7 separate regions of the Mus musculus genome follow, and regions 1, 2, 3, 4, 6 and 7 are each linked to region 5. Evidence: chromatin contacts called from public HiChIP or PLAC-seq and promoter capture Hi-C data. All regions are on one chromosome and are shown on one strand. Each heading gives the region's core, a stretch centred on a gene start, on an enhancer-like site or on the middle of the called end of the contact. The rest is flanking DNA. Distances are from core to core; before and after follow the strand shown. Region 1 holds the start of Zfp777 (zinc finger protein 777). Region 2 holds the start of Aoc1 (amine oxidase, copper-containing 1). Region 3 holds the start of Zfp746 (zinc finger protein 746). Region 4 has its middle 16 kb from the start of Tmem176b. Region 5 holds the start of Lrrc61 (leucine rich repeat containing 61). Region 6 holds the start of Doxl2 (diamine oxidase-like protein 2). Region 7 holds the start of Tmem176a (transmembrane protein 176A).

Evidence for each region. Promoter capture Hi-C pulls out the DNA fragments that hold promoters and counts their contacts. HiChIP or PLAC-seq counts read pairs in DNA pulled down with a chosen protein or histone mark. Capture Hi-C pulls out chosen DNA fragments and counts their contacts.
Region 1: a contact with region 5 is called in a FOXA1 HiChIP or PLAC-seq map of pancreatic cancer cells. The contact joins the promoter of Zfp777 here to the promoter of Lrrc61 in region 5. A contact is called at or near these places in 1 of 39 promoter capture datasets (cranial neural crest), 3 of 115 datasets of contacts at active chromatin or transcription factors (extraembryonic endoderm stem cells, memory CD8 T cells and pancreatic cancer cells) and 1 of 9 other capture datasets (embryonic stem cells).
Region 2: a contact with region 5 is called in a promoter capture Hi-C map of pancreatic islet. The contact joins the promoter of Aoc1 here to the promoter of Lrrc61 in region 5. A contact is called at or near these places in 1 of 115 datasets of contacts at active chromatin or transcription factors (pancreatic cancer cells) and 3 of 9 other capture datasets (adipose tissue, liver and pancreatic islet).
Region 3: a promoter capture Hi-C map of stem cell-derived epiblast-like cells shows a contact between it and region 5, with 7 times the contacts expected there. The contact joins the promoter of Zfp746 here to the promoter of Lrrc61 in region 5. A contact is called at or near these places in 14 of 39 promoter capture datasets (the 3T3-L1 cell line, the C10 cell line, cranial neural crest and 7 more), 2 of 484 Hi-C or Micro-C datasets (embryonic stem cells and extraembryonic endoderm stem cells), 2 of 115 datasets of contacts at active chromatin or transcription factors (memory CD8 T cells and stem cell-derived neural progenitor cells) and 1 of 9 other capture datasets (embryonic stem cells).
Region 4: a contact with region 5 is called in a FOXA1 HiChIP or PLAC-seq map of pancreatic cancer cells. The contact joins the enhancer-like site here to the promoter of Lrrc61 in region 5. A contact is called at or near these places in 1 of 15 datasets of contacts at CTCF or cohesin (large pre-B cells), 2 of 484 Hi-C or Micro-C datasets (the N1E-115 cell line and uterus), 1 of 115 datasets of contacts at active chromatin or transcription factors (pancreatic cancer cells) and 1 of 9 other capture datasets (embryonic stem cells).
Region 6: a contact with region 5 is called in a promoter capture Hi-C map of stem cell-derived epiblast-like cells, with 7 times the contacts expected there. The contact joins the promoter of Doxl2 here to the promoter of Lrrc61 in region 5. A contact is called at or near these places in 13 of 39 promoter capture datasets (the 3T3-L1 cell line, 3T3-L1-derived adipocytes, the HPC-7 cell line and 9 more), 1 of 484 Hi-C or Micro-C datasets (cortical neurons) and 1 of 9 other capture datasets (adipose tissue).
Region 7: a promoter capture Hi-C map of liver shows a contact between it and region 5. The contact joins the promoter of Tmem176a here to the promoter of Lrrc61 in region 5. A contact is called at or near these places in 12 of 39 promoter capture datasets (the 3T3-L1 cell line, 3T3-L1-derived adipocytes, the HPC-7 cell line and 6 more), 13 of 484 Hi-C or Micro-C datasets (B cells, CD4 T cells, the CH12 cell line and 8 more), 5 of 115 datasets of contacts at active chromatin or transcription factors (astrocytes, cardiomyocytes, embryonic stem cells and 2 more) and 4 of 9 other capture datasets (adipose tissue, embryonic stem cells, liver and 1 more).

The regions. Positions count from the first base shown.
Region 1 is chr6:48,046,810-48,049,996 of GRCm38.p6, forward strand. Zfp777 (zinc finger protein 777) reads right to left here and starts at 1,305. Exons shown (of 6, transcript NM_001081382.1): 1 at 1,177-1,305. The coding sequence starts at 1,293.
Region 2 is chr6:48,893,909-48,897,117 of GRCm38.p6, forward strand. Aoc1 (amine oxidase, copper-containing 1) reads left to right here and starts at 1,347. Exons shown (of 5, transcript NM_029638.2): 1 at 1,347-1,390. The region is part of intron 1 of Gm44764 (a long non-coding RNA gene); the gene reads right to left.
Region 3 is chr6:48,084,882-48,088,209 of GRCm38.p6, forward strand. It overlaps Zfp746 (zinc finger protein 746), which reads right to left and starts at 1,712. Exons shown (of 7, transcript NM_001163475.1): 1 at 1,434-1,712. The coding sequence starts at 1,457.
Region 4 is chr6:48,823,934-48,827,163 of GRCm38.p6, forward strand. No RefSeq gene overlaps it. Among named protein-coding and RNA genes, the nearest start is that of Tmem176b, 16 kb to the right of the region's middle. Within about 2 kb of position 1,263, at least 31 of the 459 cell types and tissues checked have an H3K27ac peak or open chromatin away from gene starts, as enhancers often do. A contact at or near this core is called in pancreatic cancer cells, where this site is marked.
Region 5 is chr6:48,553,152-48,556,337 of GRCm38.p6, forward strand. Lrrc61 (leucine rich repeat containing 61) reads left to right here and starts at 1,648. Exons shown (of 3, transcript NM_177736.3): 1 at 1,648-1,831.
Region 6 is chr6:48,973,645-48,976,901 of GRCm38.p6, forward strand. It overlaps Doxl2 (diamine oxidase-like protein 2), which reads left to right and starts at 1,302. Exons shown (of 4, transcript NM_001029987.2): 1 at 1,302-3,059. The coding sequence starts at 1,499.
Region 7 is chr6:48,839,883-48,843,055 of GRCm38.p6, forward strand. It overlaps Tmem176a (transmembrane protein 176A), which reads left to right and starts at 1,601. Exons shown (of 7, transcript NM_025326.4): 1 at 1,601-1,707; 2 at 2,322-2,519; 3 at 2,707-2,817. The coding sequence starts at 2,325. Tmem176b (transmembrane protein 176B) reads right to left here and starts at 1,492. Exons shown (of 7, transcript NM_001164207.1): 1 at 1,114-1,492.

The sequences.
Region 1 (3,187 bases), core at 55-2,554, 510 kb before region 5:
ACCCTCAAGCAAAGACAGCTAAATCGAATAAGCTCAAATTCTCAAGCTGCTACCTGCTAGCAGGAGAGGAACGTTAGAATTCCTCTGCGCCACATTTCACAGCTTCTACCTGTCTCTCTTTCCTCCCCACCCTTGTGTGGTAAATGATTAGGGGCTCCAGGATCCATGCCAACATACTAGAAACATGCATAACGACACACATCTGACTTTTTACAAAAGCTGTGCCATTTTCTTACATGACCCAGGATGGTTCACTCAGAATTACATGCCATGAAGACCTAAGCCCAGAGGTAAGAATGTTTAAAAAAAAATCTTCATTTTATTTCCCAGGTGTTTTGTTATTGTTATTTTAAGAACTGCGAGGTTTTTAGGAAGCCATCTATCCTATCTCTTCCAGTATACATGGAAACAGGTTCAAAGGCACGGACTCCCATGCAGCAAACCCGCCTAGCACAGCCAGGGTGCCTCAGAGAGCACGTTGGGTGGGAGGGCGTTTAATTATTGAATGGCCCTCGGAAGAACATCAACCTCTTAGGCTCTCATTCGCCAGACCCCATTTATCCGTACCCCAAGTTTGACTCGGGGTGCTCCTGACGCAGAGGCTATGGATCACACTGCTCCCCACACCGGAGTCGCTGGGCTGGGCGCTGCCCGGCCTTCCCCTCCTCCCCCGACGGGCCGCAGCCAGTGCTCGGCTAGCCCAGGCCGCCCACCCTGGCGAAGCCGCCGCCAGCGCCACCCCTCCCCGTCCAGGCCCGCGGCACGCTGGGCAGGCCTCTACGGGACTGCGGGCACCTAGCCCGGGCCGACTCGCTACGTGACCTTGGGGCAGGCAGGGCAGGTCGCCGCCGGGTGTCCGTGCCTCAGTGTCTCCGCTCTGCGAAATGGGAGAGCCGCGTCAGCACCGCGCCCAGGCCGGGAGCCGTTCCGCGGGGCCGAGCTCTGCGGAAAACGTGCCGCTGGCCACCCCGACGGACGCAGCGCCGGCTCCGCAGCCAGGGAGCGAGCGCGCCGCCCGCGCCCCACCTCGGGCCGCGTGTCCGGGAGCCGTGCGGCCGCGCAGCCTCGCACGGACGGCCGCCGCTCCCGCCCGCCCCGGCCGTCCTCCCCCCCAGGGGGCGCGCGAGCCCGCCAGGGCGCCCCCTCCCCGCTAACGTCGCCGCGCCCGGCCCTTACCGAGACCCCAGGCCGGGCCACCGAGCCCGGAGCACGCAGGCTGTCCCCGGGGCCCCGAGGCCGCGCGTCCGTGCGCGCGCGGGCTGCCCTCCCCCGAGCCGGGGCCGCCTCGGCCATGGCCCCGCGCCGCCCGGCCCGCGCCGTGCGAGTCCCCGCCGCCGCCGCCGCCGCCGCGCGCAGCCCCACGCAGGCCCGGCGCCGTGGGCGGGCTGGCAGTGCGGCGCGGCCTGGCCTCACCCGCCGGGGCTGCGCGGCCGTCGGGCCCCGGCCTGCTCGGGGCTGTGCTCGGCGGGCGGGCGCGGGCGGCGGTGGCGGCGGTGGCGGCGTCGGAGCGCGGCTGTGCGGGCTGCGCCCGGGCGGCGAGCTGGGCCCCAGCGCTCTGCGGCCGCCCCCGGCGCGCTCGCCCGCCCCGAGCGGCCGACGCTGCGACCCCGGCTGCGGCCCGGGTCCCGGCTGCGAGCTGCGCGGCCGTCCCGGCGCCTCTTCAGCAGGGGAGCTGCACCGCAGCTGCCATGTTGCTACAAACTGCATCCTGGGAGGCATGTCCCTCTCAGGCGTTTCAAGAGGAGCGCTCGGAGGCTCGTCGGAGGCGGCCGGAACCCAGACAGCTCCATCTACAGCCGGTAGGAGCGAACAGTGAGGCGCGGGCCGCCTCGGCGCCGGACACGCCCTGAGCCCGTCGCGGCTCCCGGTCCCTCGCGGCTCACCTGGCGTCTTGGCGGCCCGGCGCCCTCGGGCCAGGCCGCGGCGGGCAGCGGCGGGCAGCGGCGGCGGCGGAGGCGGCGGAGCGGAATCCCGGGCGCGCGGCGCGCTGGGTCTGGAGGCGGGCCGATGGGCTCCGACAGCCTTCCGCCCGCGGCCGCCTGCGCGTCTCAAACCCAGAACCCGGTCGTTGGCTTTCAAAACCTGCGCTCACAAAGGGATCGGAGAGAGCCGTCACACCACAGAAAGCCGGAGTTCATGTGACCAGCGCAGTGCAGCCCGGGTTCCAGGGACGCGGGCTGTGGATCCAAGGGGAGCGAGGGGTGGGGGTGGGAGTGCTTTGTGAAAAGCCTCAGTGTTGTTTTCGGCCAGAAAGGACAGAATTCCTGGAATCTTTGAGGGCACGGGTTGGAAGGGGCTAGACGGGCTACTTAGGAGGAAACTGAGGCCGAGCCGGGAGTGGCTTGCTGATCCCAAGTTGCAGTTTTCGCCCCCTTGTACTCTTTCCAACCATGAGAGAGAACCCTCTTTCCTGGACAGGTTCAGTGAATCGCACGTTTACTGAATTTGCAGGAGCTGCCAAGATTTGGGAATGGAATGAAAAAAGAAAAATAAGTCTGAGCAGGTGTCCTGGTTACAGTTAGGGATGAATGAACCCCAACTGGAACCTAGAGGAAAAGCCAGAATAATTTTTTCACTTCATAGAACCCCGGGGGTGTCTGGGTTGGAGCTTGTCTTAGAAGGCAACCGGGCAATATGAAGCTCTCAGTAAAAAAACGGAGACCACCAGGCCAAGGACATCTCATTTATTCGTGAAGTGTCACGTGCTCCCCCCCAATATGTCTATGAATTGCGTATCATGTGTGCATACACAGGCAGTGCACACTACTGGCTTTCCTATTCTTGAAGTTTTACATAAGTTGTATTTATTCAGCCCATATCCTGTTGCAACTTTTTGTTATCTGGGTGGATACAGTATGTGTAAACAAGTCTATCTACCTGGTCTATTCATTCTAACCCCTATATAGTATTTCATTATCCTTCGGGGGAAATGAATCCAAACCTGCTGCCAGGATGCCACATATACATCACAGACATACATAGCGCATTGTGCTGTTCACCAGCTCTAGAATAGAGTATCTTCAACTTTCCCAGGCTTTAACTGCTCAGCAGAGACGGTGCCCACATACCCTACCACCATGCATAACTTCCTGTTTTCATGTCCTGGCCAACATTTCCTGGTAAGGGACTTAGAAAGTTTGTCAAAAAGTTGAGAAATGCAACTCCTTATTCTTATTGACATATATTT
Region 2 (3,209 bases), core at 97-2,596, 340 kb after region 5:
TAAAAGAGATTAGACTTTCCACAGTTGGGTTGTTCCTGGAACCGTCTTCTGGTCCAACCCACTTAGTTCTCCATGGAATTGTTGATCTCACAAAGGAGAATTCCCAACTCTAAAGACAGACACTTTAATTTTCACTGTAGCCAACACCGTTGTGGCAGTTATAGCTAATCCCACTCAAAGTCTCTATGTTGAGTCAACTGTGCTCTCCTTTCTTTATCTGGTTGCCAACAGATTCTGAAATGATTTGCAAATGAACCACCAGAAAGGAGAGTGACAAGGCCCACAATACTCACATAAACACAATCGTCCCATAGCCACAACTTTTGGCGTTTCCTAATACTGCCAGGATCCCAGGGTGCTGGAAAATCTGTTTTCATTAAGCTCAACTAGGAGTTTCTCTCTTCAAATGCCTCCCTCTCTGATTCCAAGTTCTCTATACACAGCAGTTCTCTTTTTCTCTGTGGGTGACTGTCCTTATCAGCCCCACTTTACCAGGGTCCGCTTCCTGTTAAGAACTGACTAGAAGCTCACTTTACTGCAAATGGAAACGATCACAGGAAGCCACAACTGGACACAATGCAGAAATCAATAGACTGTGCAAAGCTCTAACAGATACATCAACATCACAGCTCCCACATCTGTGGCTTGGGGACCATCACAGAAGAGGAGGCAGGAAGATTCTAAGAGCCAGAAAACCAGGAAGCCTGATGTAAAACAATCTCTCCTAGAAATGGCTGCATAAACAAGGCCAGAACAATTAGTAGACACTCTAATGTGGAAGGCGGAAAGTTTCACAGGGTCCCACCCTGAAACAAAGAATTATTAGTTTTATAGATAACCATAATAATTGCTGACAGAGGGAGAATTAGAGTCTATCAATTTGAGAGCTTGGATAAATGAGAGGGGTTTAAGGGAGAATACCTGGAAGGTACCAAAGGGAGGAAGGGAAGGGGCAAAATTATGTCACTCTATTTTAATTTAAAGTGTGTGTGTGTGTGTGTGTGTGTGTGTGTGTGTATCCATAAATAAATAACTGAAAAAACTGGCTAGTAAATGTCTTCATAGTGTCTGAACATGACTCTATGTTAATACATTATGATATTACACAGTATGTAACAGAGAAAGCCAAGCATAGTTCTTGCGAAAGGTGGCCACCTATTAAAGGGGAAATTACAGGGAAATGGTCCAAGGGCACTTGTACCTCAGCCAGCAGCACCCTAGCACCTGTCCAGGGAGGATCCCCATGGGCTATAGGTCCCCAGCTAGGTTGACCCATATCTCACCCTGTCCCTCCCTGTGGGGTGGGGTTCAGTATCTTTAAGAAGACTTCTTGTGTCAGTGGCCAGGAACAAAGTCTGGGAGCTGGGGAGCGACGGAGCAGAGCACACAGGTGGGTTCTGATGGAACACCAAACAGGTAGTCAGGAGAAGGAGCAAAAGCGAGGTGACAGGGTACAGTGTGAGGAGTAGGGGGCAGGATGACAGACAGGGAGGAGATCCAGGAAGCTCAAGAGCCTCGAAGGAGCTTCAGAAGGCCATCACAGGCAACTCCAGGGTGAGAGAAGAGGGCCCTGTGAGAGGGTGGCTGGCATTCCCTGCATTGGGAACTGGAAGGGTCAACCAGTGGCTACCAAGTCCTCCCTTTGCCTCTATGGCTCTGCCGAAGTTTTCTCCTCCACACTGCCCATGTGACTTCACAAGAGAGGATTCTAAATGTCTGCAGCATTGCCTTCCTACTGGCTAAAGCCGAAACACATTTGGAGATAAGAGATTATAAAGAGGGAAGCCAGGCATAGAGGGCAGGAAAACACTAGGAACACACAATACTTACATTAAGATTCCAGCCCCACCTTCTGAAAAGCTAGTAAAGATAAGTGGTTGGTGGGGGTTTGCGTGGGAGAGGAATATAAAGTGCTGGGAGAATTTGGGAGTAAGGACAACAGACTATTATTACCTAACACTGTGGTGGTGTGTTGTGTGTCATCTACATCTCCTCCCTGTTGTTAATATAAAAAAGAAAAGGCTGGGCTGAGGCATAAAATTTATTTATGCTCTATAGTTCTGCCTGAAGTCTTAGGACCTAATGAAGAAACCTGTCTCAGTGGGACTTCCTAACTTTTCTTATGGTAAACCTTATCTGGATAAAACTGCCCTTTCTGCTCTAGTAAATAAACATCTAGCAGACTAGCCCTGAGCTGTTGGCTCCATCTTTTATAACGTTAATTAGTTACTGAATAGGTAACTTCCTAGTTGAACTTTTACTGAATACCAAGTAGTCAGCTACACAGTCTTTCTAGGGCTTTGGAAAACTGGTGAAGACTGACTGTACGAATTTGAAAGGCACTTTATTATGATAACACTGAAGGAGAGTAGTGGATTTTCCTCCGCAGCCTTGGATGACAGGCGGGGAACAGAGAGGAGGGGGTGACGACTGGCTCCATAGTACAAGGCCATTTGGCTTGTTAGGGTGGGAGGCTGTGAAGGGCTTGCCCTTCTCACGGTATGGTCTCCAACCTCTCTCCCCCCTATGAATTAAGCTTAATTAAGGCCACGCTTAACTGAGGTGATCAAATGATTGTCTCATCCTTGGATGAATGGGCTTTAACCATGGCTGGGGGGATATTGACCCGATTTTTTCCCATGGTATCTTTTGGGGAGGGGAGGCAGAGCCTTAGAAAGATATTCTTGGTTGTAACTGGAACTAGATACCAACCTCTAGCTAAACCGGGTGTATCTCTCAGGGAACCCAGAAATGGTCAAGTTGGACCTTCCCCTGCAGTGAAATTTTTTGCACCCACGCTGGTGTCCATACTGTATTTGTATTATTACGAATCAGCATGCACAGTTTTGAGTACTGTGCAGCTCCCAAGGGAGAATTGTCAACCTCAGATTTAGCAAGCCCTCAACAAGAATTATGTCACTAGTAACACCACAATTTGTGGCTGTAGGCTATATGAGGAGCTGGAGGTCACTCTCCTCATCTCTGTTATTTCCACAGCCTGAGGAAGTAAGGGGACCTTGCAAAAACAGCAAGGATGGAAAACCAAAGACCAGCTAAGGGACTAAGCCTGTCTATCAGAATAAAAACCAATTTTTTTAATATTTAAATTTTTCACCTTTCTAGCCCTAGTAGCAAACCTAATCACAAATCAGACCGAAAGCCACAATACATGCTGGCACGTCTTTAGAATGAAAATAGTAGCTGCCACC
Region 3 (3,328 bases), core at 462-2,961, 470 kb before region 5:
TGGGAAGACATGAGAAAATGGGGACATGAGAGCTTGACCAGAGGCAGAAAAGCTTGCCTGGGTGGTGCTCAAGAGTTCCTCAGGCTGTACAGAAGGAAGGACACTGGCTCTGACTGGGGACGTTCAGTGGGTCTCAGATGGGTTCTGACTGGCAGAACTGTTAGAGGGAGCAAGTGCTGTGGAGGACACTTCTGGTCCCTTACTCCTCAGGACCAGCCCTGACTGGGATTGCCCCAGACTAGAGTCTATTTCAGACGTATCCTTGTACTTTGCCACCCATTCTCTCTGCTGCAATCTGTGTGTTACACAAAGACATTTGCACAAACATCTATCTTGTTGATGTCATTCTTGTTTAATTTTTTTTTTTAAATGGGGTCCATGGTCTTTGACCTGTGTAGTTGGAAGTAGGGGTTGTGCTCTACTGAAGCCTAGCACCTTGCTAACTTAAAGCGAAGGTGGGATAGTCAATTGCCAAACAGCTAGGGAAGCCAGTACTCTGAGACCGGAGTCACTGATGCCAATTCCTTCAACTCTTTCCTACCCATATGACGAAGCCCAGGCCTTCCCAGCCCCTTCCATTTCTGCAGCCTCATATCCAAAACCATATCTCCAGGCTTGTGGACCAGTTTTGCACTGTCCTGTGTCTGGCCCTTGCCTCTCTTTGCCCAAGCCCTAGAAACCCTAGCTAACTCAACTCACAGAAGCACAGATTACCTGGCTGGGCGGGAGGAGCACCAGAGTCTGCTAAGCACCTGCATTCGAACCTCCACCAGGTTGGCTACGACCTCTTTCTGTTCGACCATAAGGCTACTCGTGTACCTGGACTGCTTTCCTTATTACAGACATTGAACTGTGAGAGCACTGTCTTCCCACACTTTTCTCGCTGAGATTCTTGGCAAGTTAACTTCGTTGGGCCTTCAGCTTTTCTTTTGTATGAAATAATAACTATAATAGTTACTACCCCACAGGTTTGCAGTGCAGACAAAATCATGCCTAAACCGGGCTGAGTGCAGCGCCAGCCTGGCTGGACAAATACGAGCAGTCCTCGCGTGCCGCCTGAGGAGGGTTGGGCACATAGTGGGTGCTCACTGTCTACAGAATCGACGTCGGACACCTCCCAGGTGCCACCAGGCCGCTGGGGGGAGCTGGGAGAGGGAAGCACCGGCCCGGCGCTGAGGAAGGAGCCCGGCCCGGGGACGCGCAGACCGGGAACTTGGCGCAGGTCGGCCTCCCGGGCGCGGACGGCCGTTCCCTGCGCTCGGCTCCACCCGGTCCGGTAGGCCCCGGAGGACCTCGCGGCCGCCCGCCGCAGCCACAGGACCCGCAGGCCCGGTCTGGCCCGGAAGCCCTCCTGGGGCCTGCGGCACAGTGTGCTGGGCCCCGGCCTTCCGGGGCCCGAGGCCGCGCAGGCCAAGCGCGCGGGCCGCCCTTACCGGAGCCGCGGCCGCCTCGGCCATGGCCCTGCGCTGTCCTGCTCGGCGCGAAGGAAGTCGACGCCGCGGCGCGCGGCCCCACGCAGGCCCGGCTGCCGGGTCCTCTCCGCCGGCAGCGCCGCCCGGGCCTGCCGCTACCTTCCCCGCCGCGCTCCTCGCAGGCCGGCCTGCTGCCGCTCCGCCCGCAGCCGCACCGCCGCCGTCAGCGCCCGGCCGCTCCACACTGCATCCTGGGAGCCGGTGCCGCGGCCAGGCCGACGAAGGCCCGTGAGGCTTCCTGGAGGCAGCGCGGCGGCACAGCTCCACCTGCAGCTCGAGCGGCGAACGGCAGCGCCGGCACCCGCTTGCCGCCGCGCTTGGCCCCGCCCTCCTCACGAGGCCCCGCCTCGGCCCGACCTCCGACCACGCCCCCGCATATCGCCACGCCCCCCGCGGCGCCAGTGCTCACCAGCGATGTGCCACCTGGTTTGGCGGTATAAAACTTGGGGGTACGGCCTCGGCAGGCAGTGCGCACCCCGGCACGGTCACTTCCGCAGCTGTCCAGCTGTAGCACGCCTATTTTTGCCTTGAAATGGAATGAATGCTTCCAACAATAGAAATATGGCTTGATAAGTCACAGTAGGTTCTCTGTAGGATTATGTATGTGTGTTATAATAAACATTTTAATGACACAAAAAATGTGGGGTTTCTATAGTATGTATACTATAATAAACATTTTAATGACATGAAAAATGGGTTAAAATGCCATCGTTTAAAATCTTTTTGAATGCAGTTGGAGATACAGTTCAACGGCTAAAAGTACTTGCTGTTCTTGCAGAGGGCTGGGTTTCAGTTCCCAGCATCTCACCACAAGCTGTAGTTACCGCAGATCCAACGCCCTCTTGTGATATATCAGGTAAGCGTGGAAAGATGTTGAACGAGAGTAGTCCGGAACTACTTCATTTTGGCGTTAAAATGCGTAACAAATGTATAACAAGATGTGTGTTATCATGTGTATTATTCATGTTCATACAGTGTTCATATAAAAGGTTATGTCTAACAAAGTTTAGGTAGGTTTGGAAGCATGTCCATTAACGTAGTGCCAGTAGACCCCAGACCCCTAATTTTTTTCAATTCATATTTTTGTTTTTTAATAACAAGGAAAGGAAGAAAAAAGTCAAAATGTAAAATTTCTCCAGAAGCCTAGTGTGGAGCCCCGTGTGGCAAAGAAGATGTATTGCCATTCAGAATTGCCTTCCATGCCACCCCCTAGCAGGAGCCTGCAAGACCAGTGCCTGAGATCTTTTTGTTGTTGCCATTCGTTATTTATTTTATGATTTACTTTTATTTTTGATTATGTATATGCACACATATGTATGCAAATATGTGTACGCGTGTGCAGGAGGTCAGGGGTCTCAGGTTCTGGGAGCAACCTGGGAACTGAAGTTTTGTTCTTACTCTTAATAACTGACCCTCCTTCCCCAGCTCCCTGACTGTGCTGGCTAACTTTATGTTAACACAAGCTATAGTCATTTGAGAGAGGGGAATCCTTTTTTTAAAAAATATTTTTATTAGGTATTTTCCCTCAATTAAATTTCCAATGCTATCCCAAAAGTCCCCCATACCCACCCACTCCCACTTTTTGGCCCTGGCGTTCCCCTGTACTGGGGCATATAAAGTTTGCATGTCCAATGGGCCTCTCTTTCCACTGATGGCCGACTAGGCCATCTTTTGATACATATGCAGCTAGAGTCAAGAGCTCCGGGGTACTGGTTAGTTCATAATGTTGTTGCACCTATAGGGTTGCAGAACCCCTTAGCTCCTTGGATACGTTCTCTAGCTCCTCCACTGGGGGCCCTGTGATCCATCCAATAGCTGACTGTGAGCACATCCACTTATGTGTTTGCTAGGCCCCA
Region 4 (3,230 bases), core at 13-2,512, 270 kb after region 5:
ATTTTCCCCTCTAGGGTCTGATTTCAGCTCGTGGTCTTCATCTTCAAGCTCAGGGTGATCTTTGGCAGCCCCAGGCAGGCGTGGGACAGCAAAGAGCAACCATAGACCCTACATCGCAGCCTCAGGCTTCAAGTGCAGCCTTTGCTGAATCTGTGACCCAGAAGCCATAGGTGTGCTGACATGACTAAGTCAGGCTGTGTGCCTATGCCTGAAGCCACACGCCAGGGTATATGATCTGCAGTATAGGTAAGTCTGAGCCACATGCTTTATTCCTGGATCTGAAGACATTTAGCCTGTCAGAAATGAAAGAGGTCTCTGATGAATCTAGGGCTGCTAATAGAAAGTAGGCGTGGCTGCTGAGGCCATCTGTTTTGAAATTCTATACTAATGCCCACTCAGTGGTTCATAAAGCTTTCCCCGTTTTTTAAGTCTCAACCAAAGCCGGTGGGAGAGCAACCAAGGTGCTTCTCCCTCTCTATGGTGATGCTCAAGAGCTCCACCAAATTCAGTTACTGCCCAGATAGGTCACGGTGGTCATGATACAAACTGGCAAATACAGATGGCTCAAAACACACTAAATCAAAACATTTCATGCTGTTTATTTATTTACCCAACAAATATTTGGAGATTGCCTCCCACTGGCCTCTGATAGCATTGCTGTACAGAAGGCAGACATGTGCTGTCACTATTGAAGTTTACTGTCAACTGCCGGGTTTATATGTACAAACCTGTAAAGTAAATTAAATTTGCCTCTGTCAGTGGCACACTGTAGCTTAATATAGAGATGGATTCCCTGACCTAACTTGTGAGTAGAGTCTTAAGGTGAGTACACGAGTCTCAGCCAATCAGGGCACCAATGCTCGAAGCGGAGGTGGAGGTGGTCACCGGTCCAGACACGGCCATGAAAGAGGAAGGCTGAGCTGTGGCCAACCTGTTTTTCTCTCTGTGTTGTCTTTTTTTTTTTTTTTTTTCCTGTCACCTTGGGCAGAGAGTTGCCTGGTGGTCCTCTCTGAACTTTTACTGGTTTAGGCTACTGTCCAGTCCTTGAATTTAGTCTGTCTGACAAAGCAAAAACAAAAAACAAACAACCAGGGCCAAATGATCTTGAACCCCTCCCCAGTTCTCCCCACTCTCCTCCCCCCACCACCCCGATTTCACGTTCTTTTAAAAAATGTATCAAGTAAAGTTTGTACTGCTCTAACCGCTTCCCTTTCCCCACGATTAAGGTCCAAAGTCCCGCCAGTGTTTGCCCTACATTGCCACAGGGATCCTTGTTGATTGCCTCATCGCTCCAGCTCACAGCTCCACACGAATCTCTCTCACCCCACCCCCAGTTCCATACACTCCAGCTTACCCCAAGTCTCAAAGGAATGGAAATAAGAGACATCCAAAGCTGTTTTTCATGAGAACAAAATGTCCTCAATTCCTGGAAGCTTTATTTGGCTACATGCCCCTGCATTTGACTCTGGGGCCATGCCCCTGACACAAGACAGTGGCAAAAGGAGGATGTGGGGCACCGTGGGTACCCAATTGTCCTATCTCACTCATGCTCTGCTGTGCTCCATCTTCCCATTGCAGTATCCCACATGCCACCATCCACGCTCCCCTCCGCGACTTCTGTGCTATGTGTATCATCTTTTCAGCTTTAGGACTGGATTTAAAGACCAGATCAGCTTTTCACTGTCTGCAAAATTTGGAACTTACTGGCAAGGACATACTGAAAAGGAAGGGTTAGAAGTGAAAATACCAAATAGAAAATACTAAAGTAGAAGCTCCTGACAAATAGAAATAATTATGGACACATTTTCAGAAAAGAAAATTAACCCGCCCTATATTAATTAAGGGACATACTCATCAAGATATAATTATTGCTATAAGCATAGGTGCACTGAACATTGGTGCAGCCAACTTCACAAAGCAAACACTACCAGATATAAAGGGGCAGATGGTCCAATAACAACAAATGAGTGAAAAAAACCTATTCTCATCAGTATATAGGTCATCTGGGTTAAAAAAATCAGAGAAATTTCTGAATTATACTCTACCATAGATCAAACAAATTTAACAGACATCTACATAATTCTATTGTATTCTATACAATAACTGTAGAATATACATTATTCTCAGCAGTCCATATAATTATCCCTCAAGTGGACCACATTTAAATCACAAAACAAGTCTCACAAATATGAAAATATCATATCACATAAAATAAAAATAAAAAATCAATAGCAAGAGAAACAACAAAACTGTACAAACATATGGATGCTAAACAGTACACTCTTAAGTGGTCAAAGGTTCATTCAAAAAAATCAAAAAGGAAAATTAAAAACTCTAGAATAAAATGAAAACGAAAAGCAGCTCCTCTTGAAAGCTTGCCCTCATTACATGTGCAGAGATCAGGAGGCGACACAGCACGAGTGTGGAAGTCAGACAGCGTGGTGGAGATGTCTGTTGTCTCTCCTTCCATCTTTCTGTGAGTTCCAGGGACCAAACGCAGGTCACCAGGCTTATGTGGCAAGCATCTTTATCTTCTGTGCCGTCCTGCCGGCTGGAGGAAAGACAGTTCTAAAGTGGAAGAACACAGCTATGAGTGTTTGCATTTTAAAGTCATAGACTTGGAGGGAGGGCAAGGGATGGATACACTCTAAATACATTGTATTCACATATGAAATTACCAATGAATAAATTAAAATAAAAGAACTTTTACAGTTAAAATATAATCAGAGATGATGTCACCAATACCTAACGATGCAACTCAAAAGTCTCAGAAAAGCAAGAACAATGCAAACATTCTTTAATTCTTCTATATGGTCAAATAAAACTCCATTGTTCCCTGAATGATAATAATAACAATTTTAGCATACATTTGCATCACACTTTCTTTATCCATAGATGTCCAGGCTGATTCCAAAACTTGGCAACTGTGACAGTGCTGTAATAAACATAAATGTACAAATATATCTTTGGGACATTGACTTATGGACCCTTAGCCATATATATGATCCGTATAGCTGAGAGAGCTGAGTTATATAATAATTTCAGTTTAAATTTTTTTCAAAGAATTTTTATTGATTCCCATAGTGGCCGGAGTGGTTTACATTCAAGACTCCACAGAAGACCTATACAGTCAAAGCAATCCTCAACAAGAATAAAAGTAAGGCTGTAGTTATCATCATACCCAATTTCAAGTTATAATACAGAGACATTTGAGAAGAATATTGACAAGA
Region 5 (3,186 bases), core at 398-2,897:
TGATGTCGCCTCAGCCATGGGCCCAAAGCAGGGAAAGGGAGGTGAAAAATGCCTCCAGTCCCTGAGCAAAAAAACCCACCAATCCCTGAGCTTCCCACAAACCCCCACCAATCCCAGAATAGGAAACCTCACCAATCTCTGAGCTCTCCAAGCTCAGGACTTGAAATCCCACCAATCCTCAACCTGGAAATCTCTGCCCTGAAAAGCTCCATCCATAAGAAATCCTATATAAGCCCTGCCCTTTGTTCAACAGCCTTGCTGTCTGCTCCTGGAAGCAGAGGCAGCCACTCCTGGATTTGTCCCCTCTCTCCCTGGACCCTCCCTATTTTGTTTTTTTTTTTGTTTTTGTTTTTTTTTAAATGAGATTTGATTCCTGATGTGATGTTTTTGTTTTTGTTTTTGTTTTTTAGCATCAGAAGAAGCAAAGAAGCAATGAAGAGAAGTGGAGCGGGGCTGAGGCTCCAGAGCTCAGCTGGGTATACCCTTCCCTGGGAGCTGCAGTGCCTCTTGCTGAGGAGGCTTCCTCTCAGAGCTATGTGGTTCCTGGGCTCCTGTGTCTCAGGACGCTCTTCTATTGGGACACTGTCCTACCTCTGAGCTGTGTGGTTCCTAGGCTACCATGTCTACCATTGGGACACTCTCTCTGCTAAGAGTTGTGCGGTTCTTGGGGTTCCACACCTTCCTAGAAGGAACATTTATAGCTTCTAATCTTAAAATAGACTCAGGCTGGTCCATCACATGGAGAAGTTCAAGGGAGATCAAATGGATACCGGGCACCATTTGACGGATTAGAAAAGCTAGGTCACCACTGGCCTGCAGCCTAGCACACTGAACGTCATCAAACACGTATTCATTAAGGACTTTGCACTGTGATACAGTGCAAAGATGTGAACAACAACAAAACTGTGCCTATACTTAGCCAGCCCAGGCTGGAAGGGTGTGGACTGAACTGGGATTGCTTTGTCTGAGTGCACAGAAAGCATCAGGAGATGGAAAACCCTCCCAATGTAGACATTTCCAAGTGGCCTGTGAAAGAAAGTGAGAGGCATTCTCCCCTGTGCCTAGTTAAGGTGACCTCTTTATCCGTTGGACAATGTCATTTACAAAGGTGGCAGTTTGCGTTGGTGACATCTCTGGGGGCAAGGCCTTTGGGAATATCACTAGGCAGTGCACATTTATCTCAGGAAACATTCTGATGTAGTTTTCTAAAAATACGGGTAAGGTTCCCACAAGGGGTCCTTCTTATCGTTATTGTGGCACCTTTTGTCTGCAGTCCTAGGCGGTGAGCATGACTGCACCGCTGTGAGGGGCAGGGTTCGGAGAGGGGTGGGCGAGCACGTACCAGGCACCGTTTATCGGGTTAGAAAATCTAGGTCACCACTGGCCTGCAGCCTAGCATACTGAATGTCACAGAACACATTCGTTAAGGAACCATAAATGCCTTTCCCAACGTCGCTCTGTCAAATGTGCTAATGACCAAACTAACAGGAACAAAATCCTCCAGCAGCACTGGCCGCGGGTTCCAGCACAAAGAGCTAGAAGCTCCTCTGGTTGTGTAATCTGCGTCACTTGCGTACCCTGCCAGCCGCAGCGCGTCCCTTAAAAACAACTTTTTCTGCGTCGCACCACTCCCCGCCCCTTCCGGCCTTTCGCAGGTTCCGGGTCGGCTGGGCCTGCGCCAGAAACCGAGTTGCGTGTTCTGTTTGTTTGGGGGATGCTGGATTCTTCTGGAACCGCCCGCGGTTAGTGGCCACGCCCTCAGCCCCAGGCACTGCTCTGAGTGCAGTTAACAGACAGAACGCTTTAACCGGTAACAATCGCGGCCGGTGAGGTGGGTGCTGCCTTGGTGGCCAGGAGACATTAGGATTGGATTTCCTATCCCACAATCACAGCCTCTTGGTATACATAACAACAAGGGTTCCGCTAGTGTGATAGATTATTTTAAAAGAGCAGCCGTAGAGAAAAAGGCGGAAAAAGTTTTGGTCTTGTTTATTCTCGGTGAGGGAGCATTTGTCACAAGATATGCAAATGGCAAAAATGCCTACAAAGGAAGAAGGATGCGGCCCCTTATTGGGGTCAGAAATGGGTGGAAATGACTTCAGTAGTCCCCAAAGGAAGCTGGGAAGTGTAGTCTCCCAGCAGGAACTTATCCGTGGCTTTTGTCACTTTGGCTATGTGAGCTCAGAAGATGGCGGAGTGTTGTTTAAAACATCCTCCACTGTTGTGCCAGGGAAAAGTTAGTGACCCCCCCCCCCCCCCCGCCAAACACACACACACACACACACACACACAGGAGCTGATCTGATGCAACTCACAGCAGGGTCTTTATTCTATTCGAGCTAGCTCAAGCCCCCCCAATGCACCACCCTCACACAGGACGGTTTTGGTGGGGGAGGAGCCCCGAATGTCTATGTGGCAAGGCTTTATAGTAAGCACCAAACATGGAATACGAATGCGAGCATCTAAATGGAAAGCTACTTTGGCCTTTAATATAACTGGCTGGTGCTGGGAGTCACATCATAAACTTAACTTCTGCTCCCCTCTGCATGGGTGGTCATTAGGCAAGGGTTGGGCTTGCAACCTGGGGTGCAGGTTTGTTGGGGGAATAACCAGGAGATACTGGTCTTGTTAGGGGTGTAACTTGGAAACTCTGCTCTTGTTGGGGATTAGCCTAGAGACGAGCTAGGCTCAGGTTTTGTTGTGGGGACAACTTGGATACTAATGCTAGATACCGGCCTGTAGTCTACCTGAGTTCAAGCTTAGGTCAGATTCTCTAAAATGGAGTCTGAATTTAAAAGCTTTGGCATCTCACACTGACTGGCTTAAATTCTCTGGTTGTGTGGGAGACTAGAGCTCCTTCTTCCCCAGGTGTAGGAATGTGAGAGGAGAGGAGGCTGGCAAGCTTGCACAGAGTGGGACTGTGGAATGCCCCTGGATGTATGTTTGTGCGGTGTAACAGGGTAGAATTAGGGAGCCAGGTCCCATCTGGGCATGCTCCTGAAAAGGACTGACAAAATAGTCAAGAGAAAGTTCTAATCTAATCAGCCAACACAGGGTACATGCTGAGGCATCTCCTAGTCCAGGTGAACAGATGCCAAAAATTACTCATCTGCAGGTTGCTGGTTTTACAGCTATGTGGCTTCTCTGGGGGACGCATAGGCTTTGGACTGTGGACAGTTATCATTT
Region 6 (3,257 bases), core at 52-2,551, 420 kb after region 5:
ACGGAGCCTTGAGTGGAGAGCAAAGGTCAGATGGGGACTTCCAACATCCATGACCGGTGCAAGGCTTTGGGGAGGGGCGTTCATCTGGAAGCCAGGAACACCCCAGTCAGGATCTGCAGAAGCAAGGCCTGATGGCAGATTCAGCAGCCAGCTCATGTGTAAAGCCAGTGTGTCCCGGGAATGCTGTATACAGCAGGACCTGGCGGGAAGTCTCACCAGAAGGTACAAGAAAGAACAGGGCTGCAGGGGCTGAGGTCTGTGAGTACCCCAAAAATCCCTGCCTTTCTAGCTGGTGGGAATAGACTAGATTTACAGTTGTCAACTCCCACCTTGTGCATGGGCCTTAGATACATTTAGATGGCTGCCCATCACCCCAACATAGGTGTCACTATTGCACCATACAGGCTGCCTTTGCCAGGCTGTTCATTTGTATGCTTTACAGTTCAGTAGGACTATTGATAGTTTTTCTTTCTGGGAAGTTTGAACTGACCTTGGGAAAGCATAAGACCCAGTCCTTAAGTAGGAGGCTTCCAAGTCAGACAAGACTAAATTCCTTCAAGTCTTTTATCCGAAGGATGTAATGTCTCCAGCAGTTGAGTCTTACCTTCAAGCTGTGAGAAGCAACCAATGGCAATGCCAATAGCCTACACTACTCTGGTGGTCTCACAGAAATCCCCCTGACCAACAACCCAAAGGGAAGCTTCCCAGGGCTGGCACAGGGCTTGCTGTTGGTCAACAGCTCTTCTGAGGGATCAATATCATCTTGGGTAGTGTAATTCTCTTTAAGTGTGTCTATGTCTTTGTTTCTGTGTCCGTGTCCGTGTCCGTGTCTATGTCTTTGTGTCTGTGTCTGTGTCTGTGTCTGTGTCTGTGTCTGTGTCTGTGTCTGTGTCTGTGTCTGTGTCTGTGTCTGTCTGTGTCTGTGTCTCTGTGTAGAGAAGTGTTTTTTCAGTAAGCTTATAAAAATGTTTCCCTGTGGCTTTTTCAAACATTATCTCTCCATCCCACCGGCCTTACTTTCTTGTATCATCCTCCCTTCTTGTGCTTTAAACGTTTCACCTAAATTTCAGCATGCAGCCCTCTAAATGATCATCTGTTGACTCACAAATGGAATTTTGCTCTTACTGCAGCCCTCTGGCCACCAGAGCTCAGGCCATGTGTAGCCCTTGAGGAGCAAGCCTTGGGCTGTTGTGACTCACTGCACCCTGCTGAAGAATGTTCCTCAGTGTTATAACACCAAAAGGGGAAAACAGTAGGAGATAAGAAAATGTATAAAAGGTTTTACCCTGGAGGAAGTAGGTGGATGCACATGAGGACCTGAACAGCACTGTGAACTGTGAGTAAAGACCCAGAGATTCCAGCTCTGGCTTCAGCTGCGTAAGGGAGGAAGCACAGTCAGGGGGGATAAGACAGGACTTAGAGACAAGGTGCTCTTGAGTGCTGGCTTGGAGACAGATATACCTAAGTTCTCTCCTCTCTTCTGCTGAGTTCCAGAGCCATGGGGTTGGCACAAAGGAGCTTGGCACTGGGCTGCATGGCCATCGTGTTGGTTCTACAGGAGACCATGGCAGAGTACCCCAGCTGGATGTTGAATGGCAAGGCCCAGGTGTTCTCAGACCTGAGCATCCAGGAGATGGAGGCTGTGCACAGCTTCCTGATGGGCAGGACGGAGCTGGAGCTGCAGCCATCCGGCACACAGGCTTTGGACAAGAATTCTGTGTTCCTCATTGAGACTCTGCTGCCCAACAAGAAGGTGGTCCTAGAGTTTCTGAATAAAGGAACCAGACCTCCTGTGCGGGAAGCCCGTGTCATCATTTTCTTTAGTGCCCAGGAGCACCCCAATGTCACCGAGTTTGCTGTAGGGCCCCTGCCACAGCCCATCTACATGAGAGAACTGTTCCCCAGGCCAGAGAAACATCGATCCTGGGCATCCAGACCCATGTCCAAAGCAGAGCAAAGCCTTCTCTACCACAAAATCAAGGAGGCCACCACACCCTTAAAGGGGTTTTTCCTTGACACCACTGGCTTCTCATTAGAGGACTGCAATGGCCAGTGTCTGACCTTCACCCATGTGGCCCCCCATAGTGTGGAGTCTAGACATCGGGCCACCTGGTTCCTCTTGCAGCGCATTGTAAAAGATCGCCTGCTACAACCCACAGGTCTGGAGGTCCTTGTGGATCATGGGAGCACAGATATCCGAGACTGGAGAGTAGAGCAGGTCTGGTATAATGGGAAGCTCTACAGCAGCCCAGAGGAACTGGCTCAGAAATATGCAGATGGAGAAGTGGACACGGTGGTCCTCAAGGACCTGCGTCCCAAGAACACAGAGCTGCCACAAGTCTTTAACAAGCCTGGTGGGAAATTCGCAGCGCCCCTCAGAAAATCTGGGCCCCATGTGAAACAAGCCAATGATTCCAGATACCACCTAGAGGGTAACACTGTGATCTACAAAGACTGGAGTTTCTCCTTCCAGCTTCGACCATCTTCTGGGCTGCAGATATTGAATGTGCACTTCAGGAATGAGTATATAGCCTATGAGATTGGCGTGCAAGGTGCTATGGCTGTGCATAGAGAAAAAACACCTGCAGGAGAACTGACCAAAACCATGGATCTAGGCTGGAGCCTGGGCACTGTAACTCACGAGTTAGCCCCTGGCATCAACTGTCCAGAGACAGCCACCTTCCTAGACGTCATCCACTACCATGGCACTGATGGGCCTGTCCGTTATCCACGAGCCCTCTGCCTCTTTGAGATACCCACAGGGGTGCCTGTTAGGCCTACCTTTAACACCAACTCTGCAGGCAAAATCAACTTCTTTTCAGATGTGATGGGACACAAACTGGTGCTACGGGCAACCTCAGCGCTCTACAATTTTGATTACATCTGGGACTTCATCTTCTATACTACGGGCACGATCTCAGCCAAGATGCATGCCACAGGTTACATCCACACCACCATCTATACCCGTGAAGGATTGAGAGAAACTCACCTGCTGACTCACCAGCTTGGCCACAGCCACACCCACCTTGTGCATTACCGTGTTGACCTGGATGTGGCAGGTAGGACTTGAAATCAGACCCTCCATGTCACTTAGCTGCTTCCCACCATTAACATTACTTCACAAAGATAGGGCTGAGAAGCCCTGAAGTTAACTATTATCTGATGTAAGTATTCAGAGTCTCCTTCCCCCCCCCCCAGCCTCCATCTGAGAAAATAGTGGCTGTGAATTGTACCCTAGTGTTACCCAGAATCTTAGG
Region 7 (3,173 bases), core at 351-2,850, 290 kb after region 5:
ACATGCAGTAATTTTAAAAAAGATGTTGATCTTTGGACTGTATATCATAATTTGGTAGATACAGAGGCAAGGACCTATGGTGCTGGTCCAGGTATTAATTTCTGAAAAACAGTTTCTACTGTGGTCTGTGGTATATATTACTTTTCTCCCACTGAATAAAACCACTGTTCCGAGTTTCCATAGGGCCTCAGGCAGGCCCATGAGGTCTTCATATTCTGCCTGATTACTTCCTCAGCGTGGCCTCCATTCTAATCAGCACAGAGCTTAACACAGCTTCCCACTGTCTCCTGTTATGGGCTTATAACAACCATTTAGCCCCTCTGATGGCTTGCCTCTGTCCAAAAGAAGTTCTGCCCAGTGGCTCTCCTGGGCAGTCTGGTTAAGCATCAGTTCTGACTGGATATTGACGGCCACTCCAGTCACTTCCCTTTGCATCCCTTCATGTTCTCCCCCACGCCACGGAGCACCTTCCACTCACCCGTGCACCTCAGAGCCGAAAGCACAGGAGTCTGACAACTTTTCAGGAGGGACGAAGAGAAACACAAATGAAGGCCTCAGGTTCACACCTTCCCTTGAGGTTCCAGGAATAAAGTCTCAGTTGTCTGGGTGCTGGCCCCCTCTAGACCCCCAGTGCTATCCCTGCCCTGGCCACCCAGAATCCCTCTGCTTCCTCTGCAGAGCAGGAACTAAAGCCCTAGGCACCAAGAAGCCTCTCACCACTTCTGGCACCGCTCCAGATAGTGGCTCTCTGATATCCCTCCTCCCAGTGTTCAGAAACAAAGAAAAAGAACACCCCGTGTCCCCACAGCTGTCCCACCTCTGCGTGGTCTCAAAGGCCCTGCTCTTAGAACGCAGGCGTGAGGCACTGATAACTATGGAAGGTAAAGCCAGACTCTGACCTCCCCAGCCTCAGCCCTGTTTCCAGAGTCACATCCTCTGTCCAACACATCCCTCCCTCCCCAGAGTCCTACAGGAAAGCAGAGATAGAAGGAAGGAGAAGCATCCTGAGCCAAGATGGAGCTTGAGGAGTAGACTTGGAGACTCTTCCAGAGAAGAAGGAACCCTATGCTTCAAAAGGGGGCTACCAAGGGGCCGTGAAGGGTCCTGTCTCACCTGCTGTCCTCTGCGATGGGTGGGGCTGGAACTGAGAGGTCTGGGAGGAGCTGGCTTAAAGCTGACCCCAGAGAGAGGAGAGCAAGAAGGGGGTGGAGGGATGGGGCCTGACATGGAGTCTCTCAGTTTGCCAGCAAGTAGCTGACAGGAAAGGGCCCCACTTGAGGGGGGTCCATCAGGAGTAGATGATCAGGCCTGCTGGAGCAGGGATACAGGTGACACAGATACACTCATACACCCAAGGTGGCACAGGCCAGCACCTGCTCAGAAAGCTCTATCCCTGACTGGGAGAGAGAGCACTGTGCAATCAAAGGATTCCACAGGAACAATCAGTGCCAACCCCAGCTCTTACCTCGCCCACCTTCTCCAGCTCTCCAGTGCCCAGTGAGGAGCTGCCTGCTGGAAAACCCCTAAAGGGGCCCTCAGTCCCAGCTGCCTGCCAGGAAGTGTTGAGGTCTGCCCATTCCCCCTCCCCTTCTGGCTCCCACCCAGGTTCTTCCTCCTGCCAGGGCTGAAGTTCTCAACTACTGCCAGCGCCTCTGTGTGAGCTCTGGCCTTCCCTGCTGCACACTTCCCCGGTCCCAGAGGAATCAGGTAAGACAGCCCACCATCACTTTAGCATAGCTCGTTTCCCAGTCCATCCAGATCCATCCAGTCTGACGCCCTGCGAGCTTGCTAGGGGAGTGGACACACTGGGGTGTGCCTCCAGGGACAGGTATGGCCTCCATCTCTACCACTCAATTCTGTGGGGACAGGGTCAGTCAGTGCTTGTCGTTCATCCAAGGAGATGGTGGCGTCTGGGTGAGGTGGTCCCTGGGACCCTGGTAGGGAAGAGATAATTGCAACAGAAGCTTATGGGGCAGTTAGAGGGGGACACTGTTTAAGGGGCTTGGCCTCTGACCTGGATTCAGAAAATGCTGGGGAGAAGAGATCCAATCAGAGGTTGGGTGAAGAGATAGGTTGTGTGCGTTCTGCTTGATCCAAACATCAGGCTCCTGAAGACCATGGCAGTGGGGCACAAAGCAAATGTGGGGTGAAGCGGGTACTCCAGCATCAGGCTTCCCTGACAGACAACCCTCCAAAAGAGCTGAAGATACAGCTCCACAGCCAGGGGCAGCCATTCTGTGTCTCTGTTAGCCCCCAACTCCAAGCCGCCTCTGAAACATCTGCCAAATATTTCTTCCTGCTTTTCCTTTTCTCCCTCACAGACGATGTCCACAGACATGGAGACTGCAGTCGTCGGCAAGGTGGACCCTGAGGCTCCACAACCCACCCACATTGATGTGCACATCCACCAGGAGTCTGCTCTGGCCAAACTTCTGCTGGCCGGATGCTCATTGCTAAGGATTCCAGCATCCGCTTCCACCCAGAGCCAGGGCAGCAGCAGAGTGCTGGTGGCCTCCTGGGTGAGAGTAGCTACGTGCTTGATGGGCCCAGGGAGGGACCCTCATTTGGGCCATATTTTCCTCTGGCCTCCTCTATACATCTGTCCTCCTAAGACATTGAGTTGATTTTGTCTGTGTGTACAGACAGTTGCAGCTAACAGGTAGCCCTGCTGCTGGAGAGCTGTGTTTCAAGTCCTCTCTCTTCCAGGTGGTGCAGACTGTGCTGGGGGCTCTGAGTGTGGTTCTGGGTGGAACCCTCTACATAGGCCATTATTTAGCCATGTATTCCGAAGGCGCCCCCTTCTGGACTGGGATCGTGGTGAGTGTGGCATCATGAAGGTCCAGGGCTGTCTGAGAGCACAGGGATGGCGGTCCCTTTGCTTCCCTTCCACCACCACCATTGATGTGGCACCCCAGAGTATGTAGCCAAACAAGACCTGAATTAAGTAAGCCAGTCTGGTGCTTGTGTACATGACAAATGATGAAATGGTCGCCTGTGCAGCTGCAGGTCAGCTTTGTCTCTTGTCCCATGCTTCTCCCAGCAGGCTGACAGAAGCTCCTTGCCATCAGTAGTCATCAACAGTTAAGGCTCTCAGGGCTTATCTACCTCTAATGCCTGCCTCAAGACAGGGAAAGCGGAGTGCATCAGGCAGGAAGCATTGTCTTCTGGCTCTC